Linked DNA regions of Ovis aries: region 2 is linked to region 1. A link is a contact called in public Hi-C data. All regions are on one chromosome and are shown on one strand. The core of a region is the stretch at or near the end of the contact, and the rest is flanking DNA. Distances in the headings are between cores, read along the strand shown.

Evidence for each region. A called contact is a pair of places that touch in the nucleus more often than the background predicts.
Region 2: a Hi-C map of hypothalamus shows a contact between it and region 1, with 3 times the contacts expected there. The contact joins the promoter of LOC101108663 here to the enhancer-like site in region 1. A contact is called at or near these places in 3 of 16 Hi-C or Micro-C datasets (hypothalamus, liver and muscle).

The regions. Positions count from the first base shown.
Region 1 is chr9:80,810,522-80,817,733 of ARS-UI_Ramb_v3.0, reverse strand. PTDSS1 (phosphatidylserine synthase 1) reads left to right here. Exons shown (of 13, transcript XM_027973201.3): 10 at 7,127-7,212. Among named protein-coding and RNA genes, the nearest start is that of PTDSS1, 54 kb to the left of the region's middle. Within about 2 kb of position 5,228, at least 30 of the 54 cell types and tissues checked have an H3K27ac peak or open chromatin away from gene starts, as enhancers often do. A contact at or near this core is called in hypothalamus and liver, where this site is marked.
Region 2 is chr9:80,893,439-80,900,926 of ARS-UI_Ramb_v3.0, reverse strand. LOC101108663 (cytochrome b-c1 complex subunit 7) reads right to left here and starts at 5,109. Exons shown (of 4, transcript XM_027973204.3): 1 at 5,078-5,109; 2 at 2,255-2,326; 3 at 1,257-1,423; 4 at 424-610. The coding sequence starts at 5,096. The coding sequence ends at 533. It overlaps LOC114116394 (a long non-coding RNA gene), which reads left to right and starts at 5,239. Exons shown (of 2, transcript XR_009595007.1): 1 at 5,239-5,319.

The DNA.
Region 1 (7,212 bases), core at 3,979-6,478:
CAGAATGGTGATGTCAAGGTCAGTGGACCTTGAGATTAGTGGGCTGTGCTGAAAAACAGCAAGTCCCTCTTCATAAATCGTGCAGGGTGGACCCACCTGGAGTGTGAACGGGCAGGAGCAGCCTCTGTCTGGTCGGCATGGTGGGCCCGTGATGGTGCAGCAGGAGGCCTGGCCTCAAGTCTCTTCTCTGGTGTTTGCCTCTCGGGGGCCACCACCTCCCATCTTTTTTTCTTTCCTTCCTCCGGCTTCCCTGCCACCTTCGTTTTTTTGGTTTCTTTCATCTTCTATCAAAACAGCAAACACCGAAATGTCTGACTTCCTTTAACAACTTTGTTTTCATCACTAAGTCCTGTCTAACTCTTTAGTGACCCATGGACTGTATAGCCCACCAGGCTCCTCTGTCCATGGGATTCTCCAGGAAAGAATACTGGAATGGGTCACCATGTCCTTCTCCAGGGGATCTTCTTGACCCAGGAACTGAACATGTGTCTCTTGCACTGGCAGGTGGGTTCTTTATCACTGAGCCACCAGAGAAACCCCTTCTTTAACAGCTGGTTGATGCTTTATAGTTTTCTTTTCACTAACTTTGGGATGACTTTCACTCTATCACAGTATGGAGATGCAAGGGAACAGAGGTGAAGCCCATGTAGTGGGCACTTTTCTCCTTTGTAAGTGTTACACCCTCAAAAAGCTGGCATTAATTGTCACTAGATGTAATGAAATACAGACCTTCAATGTGGGCTCCACAGTTGTGCCATGGAGCTGAACTTACAGCCTTTGGTCCCTAAACATCCTAGGCCCAACTGAGACAGGACTCCATCCATCCGGAGAATGGGAACCCATGGGGAGAAGTCGACGTGGGAGAACCTCTTCTGGTTACTACATCTTTGTGGGTGTCAGGGCCAGATCGAGGTGGACAGATGGCCCAGGTGTGCACGTGAAACTGTCTTCATCTTCACCTTTCTCCCCCTCCCCTCCCCATTATAATTGAGTTTCTGTGCCTCCAAAGGAGAGCATTGGGCTGGTTGATGAAGAAAAGAGGTTGGATCCCTTGGCCCTGGAAGGAAGGCTTCCAAGCTGTGGCTGTAACAGGAGTGAGCAGTCACCTTTCCTCCTCTGGCAAGTCCTTGGGTTGGGTCTCCAGGGGTTGGGTCAGAGCTGCTGGTCCCCAGGGCCCAGGCCTGGAGCCCGGCTGCTTCCGAACTGCCTCTCACCACACTAGCTTCCTCTCCCGAGTTGTCCCAGCCCTGCTGTGACCTGAGACAGTAAGCGTCTGCCTCTGCTCCTCTGCACATCGCGCTGTCCAAGGGCAGCTCCACGTCGGCACGTCCTTCTCCACCCTCGCCTCTCCCGTCTTCTCTGTGGCGTCTGCCATCTCTAGACTGTTTCCTTCCTCCTATAGCAGCTGCCCTGCAGGTTTTCTTCCTCCGTTGCTGCTGCGTCTCAGTCTCCTTTGCTGGCTTCCCTGCCACCCCTCTCCCCTCCACAACTTCTTGTAATTATGCTTCAGTTCTTCCAGGCTTCTTCTTAAGGGTAGACACAGCATGCAGCTCAGTGTCCTTACAGGAGGAGGGAGTGTTTGGAGGGAACGGACAACTGGAGGAAGCCTTTCCTGCCTCCTCCACCTTCCCCAGCACTCCCAGGCCACCATCATCTTCCTGCCGACCGTTGCTCACAGCCTCTCATACTGCCTTCCCTCTGGTCCACATGCATCTCTGTTTCCCACCCTCAGCCCTCACATTGCAAGGGCAGCATCCTTGCCAGGTTCCCATTTCCTGTTTCCAGTGTCTTCTCCTTCATCCCATCCTCCTCCAGACTGACCACCCTTTGTCCTGCTGCTCCCTGCTCCCTTGCTCAGAAACACCTACTGACAAGCCCCAGTCTTCTGCAATAGTCACAAATCTTTTTCAGCAACTGAATCCTTTTTCTCCAATGATATCTTCCTCCAAACCCTGATATACAGCAAAACAACTGAGCAGGATCGTTCTGGGCGTGTCACCCAGGACCCTCCGCCCCCTTCTCCCCCTCTTCATCCTGCCCCGGGGCTTCTTAGGAAGTCCAGATGTTCCATGGAGCACAACTGAAAGAGTTCTCTACCTCCTTAAGGCCCAGCTCAGCGCTCACTTCCTCCCCAAACCGGAACCGGAACTCATCTGAACCGGAACTGGAACCACCTCCTGAAGTTCTGCAGTGGCTCCTGGCTCCCTGTGGGACTGTATCATAGTTGTGTAGCTTGTATACATGGCTTGTTTCCACTGGTAGAGAGTCAGCTCCTGGCCGCTGGAGAGTGACCTATCCGCGCCCCAAGCTCTCGCGGCCAAGTGTTTTGTGCAGCTGCAGGGCTGCATCTGTAGGATGCACACAGGCTGTGGCATCTTGAGAATCCAGGAGCAACCTGTGCTACAGATAGAAGAGTCTCTGCTCGAGGTTGACTTGTCTATGCAGCTCACACACACCAGGCTGAGCGCTTTTGTGCCCCAGTTTCAATAAGACCGTGACACATTCTTGTTGTATCCACCGAGGATTTCCTGATGCCGGGTTCTGCGTTAAGGTCATTTTTATTTATGAGTGGCCAGCCTCACACCAGGCAGAGGCACCTCAGGCAGCCCAAAGTTGATTTGACTCCTGCCCGTGAGAACCTGCTGGTCATAGCAAACACTCTCTACCAACAACCCAAGAGAAGACTACATGACCATCACCAGATGGTAAACACTGAAATCAGATTGATTATGTTCTTTATAGCCAAAGATGGAGAAACTCTATACAGTCAGCAAAAACAAGACTGGGAGCTGATTGTGGCTCAGATCAGGAAGTCCTTATTGCCAAATTCAGACTTAAATTGAAGAAAGTAGGGAAAACCACTAGACCATTCAGACATGACCTAAATCAAATCCCTTATGATTATACAGTGGAAGTGACAAAAGGATTCAAGGGATTAGATACGATATACAGAGTGCCTGAAGAACTGTGGATGGAGGTTTGTGATACTGTATAGGAGGCAGTGATCAAAACCATCCCAGAGAAAAAGAAATGCAAAAAGGCAAAATGGTTGTCTGAGGAGGCCTCACAAATAGCTGAGAAAAGAAGAGAGGGTAAAGGCAAAGGAGAAAAGGAAAGCTATATCCATTTGAATGCAGAGTTCCACAGAAGAGCAAGGAGAGATAAGAAAGCCTTCCTCAGTGATCAATGCAGAGAAATAGAGGAAAACAAAAGAATGGGAAAGACTAGAGATCTCTTCAAGAAAATTACAGATACCAAGGGAACATTTCATGCAAAGATGGGCACAATAAAGGAGAGAAACAGTATGGACCTAACAGAAGCAGAAAATATTAAGAAGAGGTGGCAAATAGATGGGGAAACAATGGAAACAGTGTGAGACTTTATTTTGGGGGGCTCCAAAATCACCGCAGATAGTGACTGCATGAAATAAAAGACATTTGCTCCTTGGAAGAAAAGCTAAGACCAACCTAGACGGCATGTTAAAAAGCATAGACATTACTTTGCTAACAAAGGTCTATCTAGTCAAAGCTATGGTTTTTCCAGTAGTTATGTATGTATGTGAGAGTTGGACTATAAAGAAAGCTGAGCACTGAAGAATTGATGCTTTTGAACTGTGGTGTTGGAGAAGACTCTTGAGAGTCCCTTGGACTGCAAGGAGATCCAACCAGTCCATCCTAAAGGAAAGTGAAGTTGCTCAGTCGTGTCCAACTCTTTGTGACCCTGTGGACTGTAGCCCAACAGGCTCCTCAGTCCATGGAATTCTCTAGGCAAAAATATTGGAGTTGGTTGCCATTTCCTTCTCCAGTCCTAAAGGAAATCAGTCCTGAATATTCATTGGAAGGACTGATGCTGAAGCTGAAACCCCAATATTTTGGCCTCCTGATGTGAAGAAGTGACTCATTGGAAAAGACCCTAATGCTGGGAAAGACTGAAGGCAGGAAAAGGGGATAGCAGAGAATGAGATGATTGGATGACATGACCGACTCGATGGACATGAGTTTGAGCAAGCTCCGGTAGTTGGTGATGGACAGGGAAGCCTGGTGTGCTGCAATCATGGAGTCACAGAGAGTCAGATACGACTGAGTGACTGAGCTGAACTGAACATGCTCCTTCACGATAAGGACAGCAACAAGCATGAAGGGGAGGGAGAGTCCTGGGTTCTATCCAGCCACAGATTGGCCGCCTTGCTCAGCCTGGTCAAGATCCAAGATTGAAATTGGCTCTAAGTTGAGGGCAATACCATGGAGGGGCTGCCCAGGGTGAGGTGGTTGGTGTTGCCTCAGCTGCCAGGCTTCATAGAGGCTCCCACAGTACCCAGGCCTCTGGCCTCAAGCCCCAGGCCGACAGCAATTTGAGCCCGTAAGGAAGTGGTGTTGACCTCCCATGAGGGTGTTACGTTTCAGGACTCCCTCTAAGGGCCAGCATTGCTGGGTATGGGGTCTGTGAATGGCTGGGGTGATGCATCCCTGTTCCCGCTGCTCCCCACATCCCACATCTCCAGGTCCTCACCTCCACGGTCTCCTCACAGCAGTTCTCTTCCAGCCGCCAAAATGAGTCTCCACAAAATGAAACTAGTTCAGCCTTCTGCTGCAACGCCCCCAGGATTCTCAGGTCCCTCAGACTGAAAGCCGAGCTCTGGGGTGGCCTTCGAGACCCATGTCACCTCGTGACCTCACGCTGCCCCTCCGCCTCCGTCCTGACCCCCCTCCCCCACCCAGTCTCTACTCAAGGTCACCTCCATGGACAACAGTTTAGCTAAGATTCCTCAGCATGTGGGGACCAAGTCATCCTGAAGTTCCTGACTGCAAAGCACTGGTCTTGAGAGCAAATTTCAGGCCGTTATGAAGTCACCTGAGTGAGTCATGACCAGCATTTTTCTGACAATGAAATAGGGTAGGAAAATGTCAGCAAGGGGACAGTTGTTTTGTGTGTGTTGGGGCAGGTTGTTTGTGTGTGGGAGGGGGAACAAAATGAAAATTGTGTTTCCTGCCGTGGGACTCAGGTCACAGAAGTCTGAGAAACACAGCTCTAATCAGCTGGTCACCGAACTCTCCAAGGGCGCCTCGGTCAGATGACTATTTAGAAGCCTGTCACAGTAAAGCCCGCTGTTCTGTCCGCTCAGGGCGGGTGGGCAGACTTCCTTCCGGTTGCAGTCCCTCAGGCGGGCTTGCTTTCTGTGTCCGCCCACAGGAGCGCTTCCCGAAGCTGCTTTGCTGCCCCCTAGTGTCGGCTGGTGGTCTCGATCTCAGGATGACACCGACCTCAGCCCTGCTCCCTCTGGCCTCCCACGATGCTGGGCTGAAATGCGGCTTTCTCACAAGGGCTGTGCTTTATTGGGCCGGGGTGTGTGTGTGAGTGTGTGTGAGAGTCGTCTTTAAAGATTCAGGCAACCACTCCTAAACCTTGTTCGGTTTGTCCCAGGGGACAAGACCACCCCAGACTCACTAGAGATCCATACTGGAGACTTCCTGCTTTGGTGGTTCTGACTCCAGGTGTTTAGCTGTTTAGAGCTGTCCATCCATTTGACGGTGGCAGTGACCTCTGTGTCTGCACTGGGGAGGGGTCCTGGGGTCTTCCGGGCCCCTTCCTGCCTGATTTCAGAGATTATGCCTGCAAAAGGACAAGTCCCTGATTGTCTCGCTTCCTTCCTGAGCAAGGAATAGCTAGCGTGGCTTTGTCAGAAATCGCTGTTTCTGGGCAGTCACTGGGATGAAGGGATGAGCTGTGGTACCCCACCTCCTTAGTTCTTACCTTCAATTTCTGAACCATAATAAAGGCCTGATTTTAATATTCATAAATGAAATTCTATAATACAAGATTTGCTTTTTTCTTTGATGTTTTAACTCAGGAGTAAAACATGAAAGTTTTTTAAACATTTTTTTATTTAGCAAAATTCCTTACGGATGCAGAGAATAAAGGGTTTTTATTGTCAGCAGAACTGGACATATTAAATCTGGAAATTCCTAGATGGCTGGGAGGGAATGTGATCACTGCCTTCAAGTTACTGAAAGCCTCACCTGGAGGCTCACACTCCCCTGTATGACTGTAGAGGGCAGAGTTAGGACTGGGGTGGGAGGAGGCAGCTACCCGCTGGAGATAAGGAACAACTTCCCCAAAGCTAAAGAGACTGAAAGAGCAGAAGAAGTTGCCCACAGAGGTGGTGGATTTCCTGTCTCTGTCAGGGTCTCAACCAAGGGGGTGTCTGTCCACCTGTCGTGATGGCTCTGACCGAGATGACATCAAGTGGCCTGTGGCTATGAAAATGTACACACTGAGATTGTGGTCTGTGAGGAAGGAAGATGTGAAAAATAACTTATTTCCAGGGAGGAATAAAGGGATGAATAAGCAGAGCACAGAGGGCTTTTAGGGTAGTGAAACTATTCCTTCTGACCCTCTAATGGTAGATGTATGTACACTAAGTCGCTTCAGTTGTGCCCAACTCTTTGCAACTGTAGTCCATGGGATTCTCCCGGCAAGAATACTGGAGTGGGTTACCATGCCCTTCTCCAGGGGATCTTCCCAACCCAGGGACTGAACTTGCATCTCTTACGTCTCCTGCCTTGGCAAGCAGGTTCTTTACCACTAGCACCACCTGGGAAGCCCAGTGGTGGATACGTTACACTTTGAACATCTATGCAAACCCATAGAATGTACACCACCCTCAGAGTGAACTCTGAGGTAACCTGTGGACTTTGGGTGACTGTGTTCATCATTTGTGACAGATGTGCTGCCCTGGTGGGGGATATTCATAGTGGGGAAAGCTGTGCGTGCGTGAGGGCAGAGAATGGTCAGAAATCTGTACCTTTGCCTCAAGTTTACTATGAGCCTGAAAAACTGCTCTAAAAAAATAATCTGAAAAAAAGAAGAGAAGAATAACAGTAAAATAGCTTGTTTAAATTAAATCTATATATATATATATATATATATAATACATATAATATGTATTGTCTCTAAAGAAAGCACAGTAGACTAGAACACTGTCATTTTGTAGGGGACTTCCTTCCAGTGTTTGGAGCAGAAATCTTTTGACCTGTTGAACTTTCTGATGGAATTATGCATGTTTCTGGTAATGTGTTACATTCTGATAAGATGAGTTTGTTATTTAACCTCTTGTTCTGTGTCACAGGGTCATTGGTTTCCTGGAAGCTATTGTCTGCATAAAATTTGGACAAGATCTCTTCTCTAAGACCCAAATACTCTATGTTGTGCTTT
Region 2 (7,488 bases), core at 3,860-6,359, 83 kb before region 1:
CTTTCGAAGTCTGAAAGCCAGTCTGTGCGCTGTTTATATATGTTATGCTAAGTCGCTTCTGTCGTGTCTGACTCTGTGATCTTATGGACTGTAGCCCGCCAGGATCCTCTGTCCACGGGGATTCTCCAGGAAAGAATACTGGATGGCGTGGGTTGCCATTTCCTTCTCCAGGGGACCTTCCCAACCCAGGGATTGAACCCACATTGCTTATGTCTCCTGCACTGGTAAGGATTCTTTACGACCAGCCCCACGTGGGAAGCCCCGTGCTATTTACTTCAGATAAAACAACGTCCCTGGTGTTTGTTTCTTGCTCCAGCCCATTCTTGCAAGGAAGGCCCTGCTGGGGCTTTGAGATATCTTGCTAATCTACAGTAGCAACATAAATTGAGTAGTTATTCAGAATAAGGTTTAGAACTCCAAAACTCCAACAATAATTATATTTATTTAAAGTAATACATTTACAGCCCAAATAGTTCTACACTGTACGTTTCAGGTTTAACCAACTTCATAAAAATACTTGAGAACAGCTGAATTATTTCTTTGCCCATTCTTCTCTCTCTTTTCTTTCCCGAATAACCTCTTTCAGATACGGTTCAAGGTAGAATTTATCCTAAAGAATGAACAAAAGAAAAATATTATATGCCATCATCACATACTGATATATCCCAAATATTCAACAGGTATTAAACAACAAAAGAAATCTACAAAACTTATTTCCAACTTAAGAAAATATATTCTCAAGCAGACTAAAAACTGTCTGCTTTTCATTTATGTAAAATGCCACAAAAATACTGTAATAAGCCGTTCTGATAGGTTATCAGAGGGTCTGTCAAAGAGAAAGGAATGAGAGCCCACAAGTCTGGCCTAGTTTCAATGCAGCCCAAGGGGTGAGGATTGCTTCAGAGTCCTTTCCAGGAGCCAGAAAGCCACTAAATGGGCCGATCACATAAACACCCTTTCTTCAGGCGAGCAGAGTGCAGAAGGAGAGCATGGCCAGGGAGGGAGAAGACCCGGATTCTACTCCTGTATCTCTGTCTCAGGGATGGGTTTAGTGATCCGGAAAGTCACTTCATCGCTAGATCTCAATGCGTTTATCTCGAAAACAGAGCTAACATTTGCTCTAAGCCCATGAGACTGTCGTAAGGATGGAGATCTGACACGACTTTTAAGAACTCTGAAGCACTATACAATCAATGTCGTTTCTAATATTCAGCCCTTAATGGCCAGCATTATCAAATACACAAAAACTGTCCCACCTCCTCATATTTTGTCCACTGCTCTTTAGGCAGGATCTGCTGCCTCATGCTGAGGTCCAGTGCTCTCTTAATGCGAAACACTCTGTCATTATAAAGGTTCTCAGGAAGCCTTCTTATGGCTTCTTTTACATCGTCATTCTCATGTATTGTGTCATCTCGCATTAAGCCTATGGTAAAAAACAAAGTTAGAATGAATATGCATCTTGAAAATAACTTTTTAAAAAATAAGTAAAATTTTGACTTATAACTTAAGTCATTAACTTGGGTGATATATCCAGAAATAATTATGATGGAAACTCAATGCTATTTCACATACAATAATGGGTTATTTAATGGATTATTTCTTAAATGGTACTGTGGAAACAATGAGTCTTTAAAATATATTTCCACAAAGTTCACATTTTATCTACAGTAATTTTAAAAACATTTAAAATGTCGACTGTGTTTTTAAACACTTATCAATAAACCACATCTCTACCTTATTATAGTTTGTAATTCTGAGCTCAAGGAATTAAAGAACCTTAAAATGACAGTGTACTAAGGAACCATTAGCATTTAATGGTGCTTCCATCAGGCTTCAGTTACAAAAGATGAAGTTCACCACAAAGTATAAAGTTCTAAATAAAGTTCAGAATCAACTAACTGTAAAGACAGCAGACAATTTTAACATTTGAAAAATCTCTACTTTCAAAGTTCACATAACTTAAATTTTAAAATGCTAAGGAGAGGAGCTGAGAGAGGGAACATATAATAAGGAAAATGTTCTGCTCTCATATTTCAAGAACATAAATCATGTCCACCTCATACATTTGGGACAATTCCATCCCTCTCTTCTCAATAATAAAAAGGAAATGGATTTAACAATAAAATGACTTAATTTTAAAATTTAAGGTACACAGGTACGAATAGTTCATGTATTCTGAGGATCCATACTAACTCCTACAAAAGCACTATACTCAGAAGAAGAAGAAAACAAAATAAGAAGCACAAATACTCACCCAGTTTATTGAACCCGGCAGCGTTGTAATACCATTTTCGAATACCCTCCAGCCACTTGCTTGATGCTGAAACTGATAAGTCAGACTATTAATTGCTAATAATCCTACTTCCTATGCAAACACAGGAAGGAATTTCTTTTAAAAGCATATACTCTATATATTGTAGGTAAAAACTGCTTACCTTGTCTATCAACAAAAGTGACTGCAGGTAAAAACTGGACAGTAAGGAAAAAGGATAAACTCAAACACCTGAAAGACCTATAGGTATGATTACAGTCCCTCACTATCTGCAAGGGACTGATTTCAGGATCCCCCTCAGATACCAAACTCCAAGAGGCTCAAGTCTCCCATATAAAACAGTACAGTGTTTGCATATAATCCAAGCATGTTTTCCTATTTTAAATTTTCTCTGGGCTGTGCTTAGTTGCTCAGTTGTGTATGACTCTTTGCAACCCTATATGGATTGTAGCCCGCCAGGCTCCTCTGTCCCTCAGATTTTCCAGGAAAGAATACTGGAGGGGTTTGCCATTTCCTCCTCCAGGCAATCTTCCCAACCCAGGGATCAAACCCACATCTCTTGAGTCTCCAGAGGGATTCTTTACTACCACTGCCACCTTAATACAATGTAAGAGCGATGTAAATAGGAGTAAATACAAAATAAATGCTATATAAATAGATGGCTGAGAGCAGCAAGTTCAAGTTTTGTTTTTTTTGAACTTTGTGAAATTTTTTCTTCAAAATATTTTCCATCAGGAGGTTGGCTGAATTCTCCAGTGTGGAACCAGTGGATACAGAGGGCCAACTGTACTGCCACTCCAGCTTTTCAAAGTCAAGCATCCCATTCCATCATGTCCCCTTGCTGCTGTTAGAATTAAAGGAGTGGGGGACGGAAAAGAAACTCCATCATTTGCAATTTCAGAAACAGGTTACAGGAAATAACTCTTTTAATAACTTTTCAAGGGAGCTGGAGTTGTATGAAAAGATGAGATTTCAGGATACACTAGCAGATTAAATGACCCCCATCTTCCAAAACTTTTATTTTACATTACTTTTATTTCACTTGGCTACTCTCTTTAAAAATGTATGTATTTCTGGGAGGGTTTTGATCCCATATGGACTAGTAAAAAAAGCACATTTCCCTCTTCCCCAGCAGCTAACTTTCCTTGGAGGGAATGAATATTTCAAAGCGTATGAGGAGAAACAGGTAATGTTAAAACTCTTTCCGAAACAGAACTGAGCTTGATGGGTTACCCAGTAGGAGTTAAAGGCAACATGACAGTGTCTGATGTTTACAGGAGAGATGTGGTACAGAGAGGGAGGTATGGAAAGTTTAAATTTTCTTTTAAAATTTTGTCTTAGGGATAGTCCCTAACCAAGGAAGGAAAACAAACTCTCTTTTGATTCAACCTCTTAGACATCACAGCTTTGGTAACTCTCTTTGGAAATTAAGCACCAGGTGTATAATGTTGCTTCTAAAATAACAACAAATCGTCAACAATCTACAGACACATTTGTAGGAGAGAATTACTTGAAAACATATTTACCAGTGATGGTAATAATGTTTAATATCCACTGAACACTTACTGTGTGCCAGGCACTATTCTATTTGTTTTACTCCCATGCCTGAGTTACTTACAACCCGCAAGTCCTTGCAAAAGAGCAATAAGTATTACATGAATTATCCCATCCAAGATCAGAGGCAGCCAGTGATGGAGCTGAGGCCAGGTCTATGTAGTTTGCAAACACAGCACTGAAGCACAATGTCTTCAGTAGTTGTCTAGTTAAGGAAATAATGAATTTTTAAATGTCTCCGCCACTCCCCAAAAGCTCAATGTCATTTAGGTTAACGAATTGTTCTGGCAATCTGGTGTTTCCTAATAGCTTCACAACTGTTGGGGGTACCGAAATAGGGAACAACGTTTTTTAAAAAAGCTAGGAGGTATGTGTGTGTTCACTCGCCTGCGACTCTGCGACCCCATGGACTGTAGCCCATCAGCCTCCACTGTCTATGAAATTTTTCAGGCAATACTGAAGAGGGTTGCCATTTCCTACTCCACAGGATCTTTCCCCACCCGGGGTTCCAACCCGCGTCTCCTGCACTGGCAGGCGGGTTAGGGACTGACAAAAAAGGGGGGGTGGGGAAGGAGCGGGGAGAGGACTGTATTTTTTCACGTTGTTTAAATATTCCAGTAATATCTGCGTTCTATTCCATAATAAACACATCTGTTCCAATACCTAGAATAGATGCAAATGTCTCCAAATCCAAAGACCAAGTGGATGTTCCAGATAAGCCAAGGTTATTAAACTGAAGCTTCGCCGTAACCCTCACTCACTCAGCTGCCTCTAAATTCCGTTTGAGAAGCGCGAGAGAGGTTCAGCGAGGCTTCCAATCCTGTTTCCTCCGGCCACTTCGCCTCAGTTATTTTACCGCCTACAAGGAAAACTGACACTGTCCTCCTCGCGCTGACAGAACGGACCTAGCTAACGCACACGACAGCGCCTGGCTCACAGTAAACGCTCGGTTCACTTCGGTTGAGAGCCACTATCTCCTGGTGCCCTTGAACTTCTTCTAAGGTCGAGAGGAGAAGGGCTCAGAGCTCGAGCATCCGGAGCGCCAGGGCTATGGGGGCCACCGCGGACAACTTCACCAACAGCCGGCCCTGGAGACGGAATGGGGGTGGGCCCAAGGTGGGCTGGAGCCGCCTCCTTCCCTCCCGCCATAAACCTGCCCTTTTAGACCGAGCACAGGGAGAGGAGCAAGTTGCTGCAAGTATAAAAGGTTCAGCGCAGCGATGCCCGCCAGGCAGGCCGCCCGTGACTTACCAGCTGGCCGGCCCGCCATGTTGACCTGACACAGAAGCGTTGCCTCCTGGGTAAGTCCTAGAGGTCGAGCAGGGCCCAGGGCGCAGGCGCGTTGCGTCACGTCGTGCGGCGCGTAGGGCGGGGAGACGCTCGCGCAGGCGCAGTTCTGGCGGCCAGCCTTTGGCCTCTGAGGACGTACACCTGTCGGTCACGATTATGCTAATCTCGTAGGCGTGGAACCGCGACACGTTCCCTGCGACAAGGTGGGAAAAAACATTAGGCGAGGAATTAGAACTAGAGAAGGAAATGGCAACCTGCTCCAGTATTCTCGCTTAAAGAATCCCATGGACAGAGGTCCATAGGATCGCAAAGAGTCGGACAAGACTGAAGCGATTTAGCACGTACGCAGGCAAGGAATTAGAACACCAGATCTTTAGCCTGGCTTCTGTTAGTGACGATCTCTGAGAGGTTGGGCAGTAATAACTGCGCCCTTTGTGTCAAGCAACACGCTAAGCGTTTTATGGACTTATTTTAATTTCATTCTAAACCTATAAGATAAATACGGTGATTGTACCCATTTTAGAGAAGAGGAAACTGAAGCTCTGAAAGGTTGCGTAAATTGTCTAAGGGCACTTAAACTAGGAGGAATCCAGATTCACCTTCCAGAATCTGAGACTCTAGATAAAATGTCGTTCAGTTGCTAAATCCTGACTCTTTTGCAACCCCATGGGCTAAAGCCCAGTCAGGCTCCTCTGTGCCTGGAAGTTCCCAGGCAAGAATACTGGAATGGGTTGCCATTTCCTTCTCCACAGGATTTTCTTGACCCAGGGATCGAACCTGTGTCTCCTGCATTGGCAGCCAGATTCTCTACCACTGAGCCACCAGGGAAGCCCCAAAGATACAACTTTGGCACTCCGCGATCCTAGGGCCATATGCTACACCACTGACCCAGGGGAAACTAACCCTCTCTCACCTTCAGTTTCTCCAGGTGAAGTTCTACATCAAGCCATTTCAGTGATAGTCTTGTTGAGAAGAACAATTTAATACTAAATTTGAACTGTAGCAGAATTTTAATGCAATTTTAAGGTAAAAGTACATTTTAAAGGTTTCAGTCCAACTTAAGTCTAAAGTGTAAAAAACTAGGGACAGCAGGATCACAAATTGTTGAGGTAGAAGAATTTTACTTAAGGTTGCAGAACAGAATAGTTGGTTAATTTGTGGGTGAGACAGGCCCAGGGGACAAGTCAGACCATCTCTTTACACCTTTTATCAAAATAAACTCCAGGTGTATTAAAGAGATTTAAAAGTATTAAAACAACAACAACAACAAAATACCCTAGAGACAAAACAGTCGGGTTTGTTTACGATGTTTGATGCTTACTGAGTTACTGATGAACTTCTGCACCAATACTGTCTTGGGCTGCTCAGTGTATGGTAACAAATCATAGACTGGGTAGCTTAAAAAACAAATTTACTTTCTTACAGTTCTTTCCAGTTAGAAGCATAAGATGAAGGCACCAGAATGGTCAGTTTCAGTTGAGAGCTCTTTTCCTGGGGCTTGTATAGGGTGCCTTTCTTACTGTGTCCTCACGTGGTGGAGAGAGCAAGCTCTTTTGTATCCCTTACAAGGACATTGATACCTTCATTTAAACATATTATCTCCCAAAGTTTTGCAGTTTGGGCGGGATGGGGGGGGGGGTGGGTGGTGGTGGGAGGACACAATTTGGTTCATTGCAACTACCCACCAGAAACTACTTGTTTTCTTCTGTCCTAAGCTGAGATTTGGGGCAGTATAGAATGCCATCTAATTGTAAATTTGAAAGGTTTAGTGGTCTTAGTCACAATCCAGATCTAAAATCTTGTTGGCTTCTACCTTTTTTTTTTTTTTCCTCTGTGACACCACAATTTCTCCTATTACTCAGCACTATATGCCATACTAAAAAGCTAATGAATGCCTGTTCCCAGACTAGATTAGCCAAAGTGAAGTTTGGAAGATAGGAAGACATGCAGTACATTTGTAGCTGGTAAATTGCCTTACAAGAACTTAGTAAATTGTTCTCCCTTCTTCCCTACCCTTCAAGTTTGTTTGCTGCTTAGAGGGTGAAGGTGGCAAGAGAAGGAAAACCTTTTCAAGGGATTATACCCAGGACTGTCACAAAATCCAGCCCCTAAAGAGAAGGCAATGGCACCCTACTCCAGTACTCTTGCCTGGAATATCCCTTGGACAGAGGAGCCTGGTAGGCTGCAGTCCATGGGGTCGCTAAGAGTCGGATATGACTGAGTGACTTCACTTTCACTTTTCACTTTCATGTGTTGGAGAAGGAAATGGCAACCCACTCCAGTGTTCTTGCCTGGAGAATCCCAGGGGCGGGGGAGCCTGGTGGGCTGCCGTCTATGAGGTCGCACAGAGTCGGACACGACTGAAGTGACTT